Regions from separate parts of the Anas platyrhynchos genome. Here region 2 is linked to region 1. The links are chromatin contacts, called in public Hi-C maps. All regions are on one chromosome and are shown on one strand. Each heading gives the region's core, a stretch centred on a gene start, on an enhancer-like site or on the middle of the called end of the contact. The rest is flanking DNA. Distances are from core to core; before and after follow the strand shown.

The links. A called contact is a pair of places that touch in the nucleus more often than the background predicts.
Region 2: a Hi-C map of liver shows a contact between it and region 1, with 2.6 times the contacts expected there. The contact joins the promoter of CENPM here to the enhancer-like site in region 1. A contact is called at or near these places in 2 of 8 Hi-C or Micro-C datasets (liver and skeletal muscle).

Annotation. Positions count from the first base shown.
Region 1 is chr1:42,758,288-42,762,026 of IASCAAS_PekinDuck_T2T, reverse strand. SREBF2 (sterol regulatory element binding transcription factor 2) reads right to left here. Exons shown (of 19, transcript XM_027453917.3): 10 at 3,237-3,510; 11 at 2,199-2,368; 12 at 1,866-2,034; 13 at 1,468-1,588. Among named protein-coding and RNA genes, the nearest start is that of SREBF2, 10 kb to the right of the region's middle. Within about 2 kb of position 1,591, at least 3 of the 8 cell types and tissues checked have an H3K27ac peak or open chromatin away from gene starts, as enhancers often do.
Region 2 is chr1:42,794,467-42,798,205 of IASCAAS_PekinDuck_T2T, reverse strand. CENPM (centromere protein M) reads left to right here and starts at 1,996. Exons shown (of 6, transcript XM_038168304.2): 1 at 1,996-2,143; 2 at 2,497-2,576; 3 at 3,357-3,455. The coding sequence starts at 2,087. It overlaps SMIM45 (small integral membrane protein 45), which reads right to left and starts at 1,536. Exons shown (of 2, transcript XM_072035661.1): 1 at 1,420-1,536; 2 at 1-465. The coding sequence starts at 463. The coding sequence ends at 257.

The DNA.
Region 1 (3,739 bases), core at 342-2,841:
TGGAAGTGCACAGACCAGTTCAAGGAGCACCACCAGCAGATCATCCTGGTGTGCCTGCAGGCATCTCACCGCTGCTCCAGAGCTGCTGCCACTCTGGACTTACCCTCCCTAGTCAGGGCACAGCCTGCTCCCCCGTCCCTAAGTCCTTGAAAAAGGGGGCACCACTATCAAGGGAGGGACTAGTCTGAGTGCACCAAGAGGATTAAAGGCCGTAATAGACTTTTCAAGTGAAAGATGATCCACGTTAGCACTTAGTCAGCACCCCACGTTCCACAAGCACTGAACAGAAGCTGCCAGCATCCCCTCCAGTGCCTTGTATCTGCTGACGGACATGACATATGTTAGGAGTTGATTACGGGCTCCCTTTCAATCACTGCCTCCAGAAGAGGCCGAACGACGCTCCTGCTAGTGACTATTTGCATATATGCAAATGTATCTGAATGCAAGTGACAATGCATTCACAGTGCTGGTCAGAGAAACTGGAGTATGTGGCAATGATCTGATTTCCTTGGACATGCTACAGAGGAGGATCCTGAGCTCCTGCCCCTAGAGGGAGAAAAACGGCTGGCTGTGTTAGGTACAGACAGTCCTCCCAGGGACAGGACGGGACTTCCACAAGCACACTGACAACCCACGTCAATCATACGAGTCCTCCTACCTTTTCTCACCACCAGCAGCATGTGACCACAAGCAATTGTACTGTGCAAGCAATTAGACTGAACTGCTGCTCCCTGTCTGCAACTACGCTAGAAAACAGATGCAAGATTGAAAATAAAGCTAAATGTACACAGTTCTCTCTTACACATCCAGAGAAAATAAGTCACCTTCCCACCTAAGGCATTTACCCCGGCTCTTTTGGGAGACATGGCGCAGCACAAAAAGCTGCTCCGATCCCCACAAATTTTCATTTTTCATCGGGCGAGATCACTTGGCAGAAGCCACCGACAATTTCAGCCAGCATCTGCTCTCCCACTCCTGCCGGAGGTTAGTCTGATTTTTCACTGCTGGTAAACACAGCACTTTGTTCAGTTACGAAAATACTTCTCATGCGTAACGCGGGGAGCCAGCTGGGTCACTCTCTAACATGCCAAGCCTTTATGCTCCTACAGCCTTGGACACATGCTCTGGTCAACCGAAGCGATAGGGCCATGCTAATTTTAGCGTTTCTGAACATTGTGCTCTCGGCAGAGAAAGTGCCACCCAGTTCAAGAATCGATCAGGACAGCAGCAGAAATCCCCGTTACAGCTGGTAACGAGTCAGAACTGCACCTGTGAGTGCAGGGGTTTTCATACGAAGAGGCAGAGCTCACCCTGCTGATAAGCTGTGGTGGTCAGGTTCAGCTCGCCGTGTCAAGCCCTGGTTAAAGACTAACCACTCCGCTGGCCACAGAGCACTCAGTTCACGATTATCCGCTCAGTTTTCAGAGTCTACAGCTGCCCCAAGCAGTCCCCAGCACAGGAACTTACCACTGTTCCTCCTCCTCTTGTCCCACCACCTCTTTCCTAGTCTGAGGTTTCACAAGTGAATCCACAGCTCTCTCCAGCAGGTTCTCACAGAACGCCTGATGAACTTGTGCAATGGGATCCGCTACAGAGAAAGAAAACAAACTTTTTCTTATCTGCAGTGGCAGCCACGCCTCCTGATAGAGACAAGGGCAGCTGTAACGAAGAATCCCATTTTAGGAGCAAGAGGAAGAGCGGTAGAGGGAAATTCCTGAGGGAATTACTGCAAAGACTTACGAAGACTGAGTTTTGAAGGCCTTTTTAACAACAGGTTTTACTAACTATGAGCCATCAGATTTACTAATTATCAGGACAAACACAGCACAGGGAGGTCACACAGCCAGAGCACGAGCGGCTCTCACCAGGGTTCCTCTGGGTGCAGTACAGGCTCTCCTTGGCAGCAGACTTTACCGTCCAGCTCCGCTCCACAAAAAACTTCTGTCCCAGGGGGTGGCACAGCCAGCGCAGCGAGTCGGGGATGGCGCTGCGCTCCGAGCTGCAAAGGCTCTGAGCCTGGCTCAGGAAGTAGCTCTAGGGAAAGGAGAGACGAGGGCTGAGAACAGCACCCAGGGAAAGGCACACCACCAGGGACCAGGGCTGCAGGCTGCAGAACAGCAGCGCTAACAGAGGCGCTGTGCCTGCTCGCAGCCCTTCCCAGAGCTCTGCCTGGAGGTGCAGAGGACTCCCTCACTCACCGCCAGGAAGCCCAGCTTGCCCCCGCAGCGGGTCTTCAAGCCAACAGCGGCCGTCAGGTGGATTTCGGCCATGGTGCTGGGGGGGATCTTTTCTTCCGCACACTCGGCCAGATTCACGGCGCACAGGGCCATGTGCAAGCCAGAGTAAGCGGAGCTGGAGGGAAGTTTACCTGCACCAGAAGAGACAGGAGAATGGTTAACCCAAGGCACGCTAGCACCAGCTACTTGATAACAATGCAGTTTGTAGGGGCACTGTCCCAGGCAGACAAATAAGAACCAGCTGATACCCCAAGCCCCACACCTAGTCTGCTTTCCCACAACAGAGGAGCTATAACCAAATCTTCCCTCCACAGATATTAAGGGTGACATTTACAGCTGTGCTTCTGCAAGATGCCCTCCATAGCAAAAACTACTCCCCCCAGAAAACGTCCATAAGTTTTATCTCACTATATTTATCACCATGACAGAACCAAACTCCTTTGCAGTCCACACCTCTACAGATATCTACACAGACACTCTTAAATACAAGAGCATTTTATTGTTGTCCATGGTGGCATAACTACAGTTCACACAGCAAGAGTAGGAAGTTTAACCTGGATTTCTGATGGGCTTGTAGCCTATTAAAATTACAAATTAGTTTGCCAAGGAAGCAGCAAAAACAACTGTTCACAAGGAACATTCAAGCACTTCCTCAGTACATGTGCACATGCCCAGGTTTTCGAAGCGCATCAACACCAACTGGCCATCTGCGCTTCACACAGCTTCAGAAATTTGACTTTTTTCCAAACAATTAACCCTAGCCCCTGCTTTCACATCACATTCCCAAGTGACAGGACTGAACCAAGCGGCAGAAAACGACTGGATTCAATCAACTGCTGCTTGGGACGGACCCTAAGCCACCTCTGCAGGCTGGTGAGGACGTAGCAGGACACTGCTGTTGCTTCAGCCATTCCTGCAGAGCCCTTTCTTTGCAGGAACAGCCCTGAGCTTTCTCATTTAGTTCAACGAGGCCAGTGTTTCTGTTGCCTCAGCCCCTACCTGTTATGTGGAGCTGGTGGAGCTTGTGATAGGCTAGAGCTGCATCCCGGGCGCTGGTCTTGGCCTCGTCCTCAGAGCCCGCCGTGGCCTCCCTGGCCCGCCACTGGTGAGAGGTCCTCTTCAGCAGCCACCGCACCAGCGCCAGCTTCTGCAGGCTGTAGCGGATCACGTTCCACGACAGGCTGCACGCCAGGTCCAGGCGGGAAGCCGGCAGTGCTCGGCCCAGGACCGACAGGCAGGTCTGCAGGTTGGACGCCGCTGCAGCGAAATCCCCCTGCGAACATCACAGCCAAAGGTGAAGCCACAAAAAGCACAACCACAGCCACACCTCAGGACCTCCTCAGCATTGGGAGCAAGGCAAACCGATGTGCAAGCTAGGGCAATGTCTTCAGATGAGGGAGTCACCGTAATTTCAGTAAACACGAGGGCAGCTTACACCAGCTTCAGATCTGGCCCAGCTGGTAGCTTCCGCTGAGCTACCATCAAAACACGCCTGTGCTACA
Region 2 (3,739 bases), core at 747-3,246, 36 kb before region 1:
GCGCTGAGCTCTGAAGTCTCCGTCTCCAACAGCCACACAGAAAAGCGGTGTGCCTGCAGCAGGAGACACCGTCCACGGCAGGGAGCAGGAGTCCTTGGCTGGAGGACGGGCTACGAGCACGTGGAAAGCCCCGAGCTGGTGGCCTGCACAAGCCTAGGGGACGGGGCACAGGCTGTCATCCCCCCCCCTCCAGCCTCCTGCCACCCCGAGGGGCTGTCCTGGCGGTGCCCAGAGCGTGCCCCTCGCGGACAGCGCGTCAGACCTCGGGCACCCCGAAGGCCAGGTTGTCCCGAATCATCAGCGTCTTCCGCAGGTCTCGCTCCATGATCGGCCTCTGCGTCCGCCACTTGTGGGCTTCCTGCAGTCCGGGCTCGAAGTAGTAAATGCAGGCCCCAAAGCCCACCAGGATGAGGATGGAGATCATCAGGTACACGGGCACGAACCAGTCCAGGAAGTGGGGCATGGCTGCTGCAGAAAAGAGGAGAAAGCTCGCCTAGCGCCCAAAAAGCAGCTCCGCCAGGCTCTGCCACGAGCAGTGGGCGCAGCGCCCAGCCTCCCCACACTTAATTCGGTGCCACTGTAACTAATTTCATTCAGAGCTTGCCGGGCTTTTTTTTTTAATTTATTTTTTTATTTTTTTGTTGTTTACACCACAGCGATCAATCGCTTGCAACGTGCCCAGCAGCGTTTGCCTGCTGCATGCCCGCTGCGGCTGAGCCTCCGTCCCTGCCTGCACAAAGACCGCCAGCAGCAAGCGCGAGAACGAAGCCGATTTTATTCCTGCCCCCTGAATAGCATTTATTTTTTGGGGGGGGTTAAATCTGAAATGAGCCGTGCTTCTTGCTAACATAAGCAAGAATCTGCCGGCATCAGAGGAAAAAAATAAATTAGATTTCCTCCCACTTATTGGCACAGATGCTGGCTGTGTGTCTGCCCTGCCCGACAGGGGAGACCTCGGTGGGTTTTGGCTCCTTAACGCAGCAGCCTGGGGAGGAAACCGCGGCTTGGACCCCCCGAGATGCAGCGGGTGACAGCACAAAAGCCAGGAGGCTCCTTCCCCTCCCAAATCTCCGCTTTTCAGGCAGCTGTCATCCGAAATGCGCCGCAGTGCCAAGCAGCCCCACGGAGCCCCCGCTCCATCCTCCCAGCCCCACTGCCCCGCGCCCCATAAGGGTGTCGGGGTGGGGGCACGGGGAGGGGATGAGCAGATTTTGACCCCAAAAGCCTAAAAGAAGGAGCTCCGCGGGGGAAGATGTCACCTTCCCGCAGCCGATACCGCTGCAGATACCAAAGCCGCGTTAACCCCCGCGGGGCCGCTCACCCTCAGCCCCTCTTTACCCCCCCCCCCTGCCCTGCTGGGGGCAATTTGGGGCCAAACAGCCCCCGGCCCGCCGCCCCCCGCCCCGGCCACCCCCCTACCTCCTTCCTCGGGCTGCGGCCGCTCCCCCCGGCATCCGCCGCCCCCGCTGCCGCTGCCGGTGCCGGTGCCGAGCGGCGCCGCTCCGGGAGGCGGCGGGAGGCGGGGATAACGGCGGCCGCTGCCCCCCCCGGGGCTCCGGGGGCTGCCCCCAGCGCGGGGACGGGGGGACCCCCCCCCGAAAACCTCCCCTGCCGGGGGAGGGACCGCCGGGCTGGGGGAGCAGCAGCAGCCGTCCTTAGGCTATTGATTTATTTATTTACCTGTTTTTTTATTTATCTATTTATTTATCTATTTATCCACGTAGTTATCTATTTATCCGTTTATTTATCCGTTTATTTATCCATTTATTTATTTAGCTATTGATTTTTCCATTTATCCGTTTATTTATCCATTTATTTATTTATCCATTGACTTTTCCATCTATCCATTTATTTATCTATTTATCCTTTTATTTACCGCGTACCCAAGGAAATCTTCGAATTTGACCCCAAAACGTCACCCAAACACTGCCCGGCCCCCCCCTGCCCAGCCCCCAGCCCCCCCCCACGTGCGCGCCCGCCCAGGCCACGCCCCCCCCGAAGCCACGCCCCCTCCCGAAGCCACGCCCCTCGTGTGACGTCACGGCGGGGGCGGAGCCTCGCGGCCCGTTTCGAACGGCGGCGCGGGATGGAGGCGCTGCGGCCCTTCGACAAGCTGCCGGCCGTCAACTCCGCCGCGCTGCTGGTAGGGCTGCCCCAATCCCAACCCCAACCCCAACCCCAACCCCAATCCCAACCCTAATCCTAATCCCAATCCCAACCCCAATCCCGATCCCAATCCCAGCCCCGACCCCATCCCCGCCACCCCCCCCCCTCCCTGCCCCCCCCCCCCCATCACCACAGCGCCAACGGTCGCGCTGGCCCCGCCCACCTCCCCTTGGCCCCGCCCACCTCCCCTTGGCCCCGCCCACCTCCCCCACTGGCCACGCCCCCCGGGCCGTGATAGGCCGCGTCGCAGCCGTATGCAAATGAGGCCCCGCCCCCGGGGGCCGGGCGCGGGGCGGGGCCGGCCCTGAGCGCGCCCCCTGCCGCCCGCAGCTGGTGGGCGCGGACGGGAGCGCGCAGCAGCGGCTGGCGGAGGCCGTCCTGAGGGAGCCCAAGGAGTTCAAGATCAGCATGTGAGTGCCCAATGCTTTCACCCGAAACACAGCACCTCTATTCGCAGACCGGCAGACCGAGCTGCAAGCCACTGGGGAAAGCCAAAGTCCGTAAGATTAAGGAGCCCCAAAGTAGTGCATCCCTTCTGGCTTCCAGAGACAGAGCGGGTTGGGAGAGAGACTGAAATTCTGGGATTTTTGTTCTTCTCATCTATGTTGTGGGTGATCTTTGAAAAACGTGGTATTGACAATATTCTTCCCCGTGGAAAGCCCAGACACACACTACAGCTGCATTTTTTTCCGCCCCACCCCAGTGGAAGAGACATCAAACTCCATAATTCTTCCCACAGTTGCATGGCGGTGGCATTGCTGTGTAGGAGGGCACCTCAACTGGCAGTGCACGTGCAGGCGTTGACACACTTTAACTGAAACTGTCTAGCAAGAGGCAGAGGTAAAGCACTGGGGCTCACTTTGTTAGAAAGGCCTGGTGACAAGGAAATACGCTGACAATCATCTGCCTCTGTGGGGAGAGCTTTTTCTGGGTTTTGTTACACTCTATTAAGCCTCTCATTATAAATATCTGAGATTAGCAAGTCCGCAGCTGCCAGCAGCTATGAATAGGCTTAAGAGGTGAGAATCTAACTTAAAGAATCTCCGTGTCTCCTTGGTGCCTAAGAACGTCAAGTTAGCAGGAAGCCAGCTATGCTATATAGCGAACAGCAGTGGCAGTGTGGTTGTGGTTATGTGGATGCTCCCTTGCCAAGCTATTTGTTTAACCTGGCAAATCTCATTATCTTTCAGCCACCTGGCAGCATCCCTCCCCTTACCTGCAGAGAGGGACCACCTTCGGCCCAGGATAGATCTGATCGTATTTATTATCGACATCAAGAGCAAATACAGGTAAAAGGAGGGCAAAACTTTGAGAAGGGAAGCTGATATTCCTTCTTGGATTGATGCCTAAATCTACCTTTTTTTTTTTTTTATTGTGTCAGAGTCATGGGGTTTTAAACCCAAGAGTTGTTGTGGTAGAAGAGCTCGGTGATGCATGTAGTGTTTTTTTTCCTCTAGCAGTGGATTAGGGTTGAACTGCTCTGCCCAGTGATGTGCATCTTGTGCTGCAGCAGAGCAGGCAGAATTTCTTCCTGGACAGGGGGCGATCTGAACTGAGCTTTGGAAAGATGCTG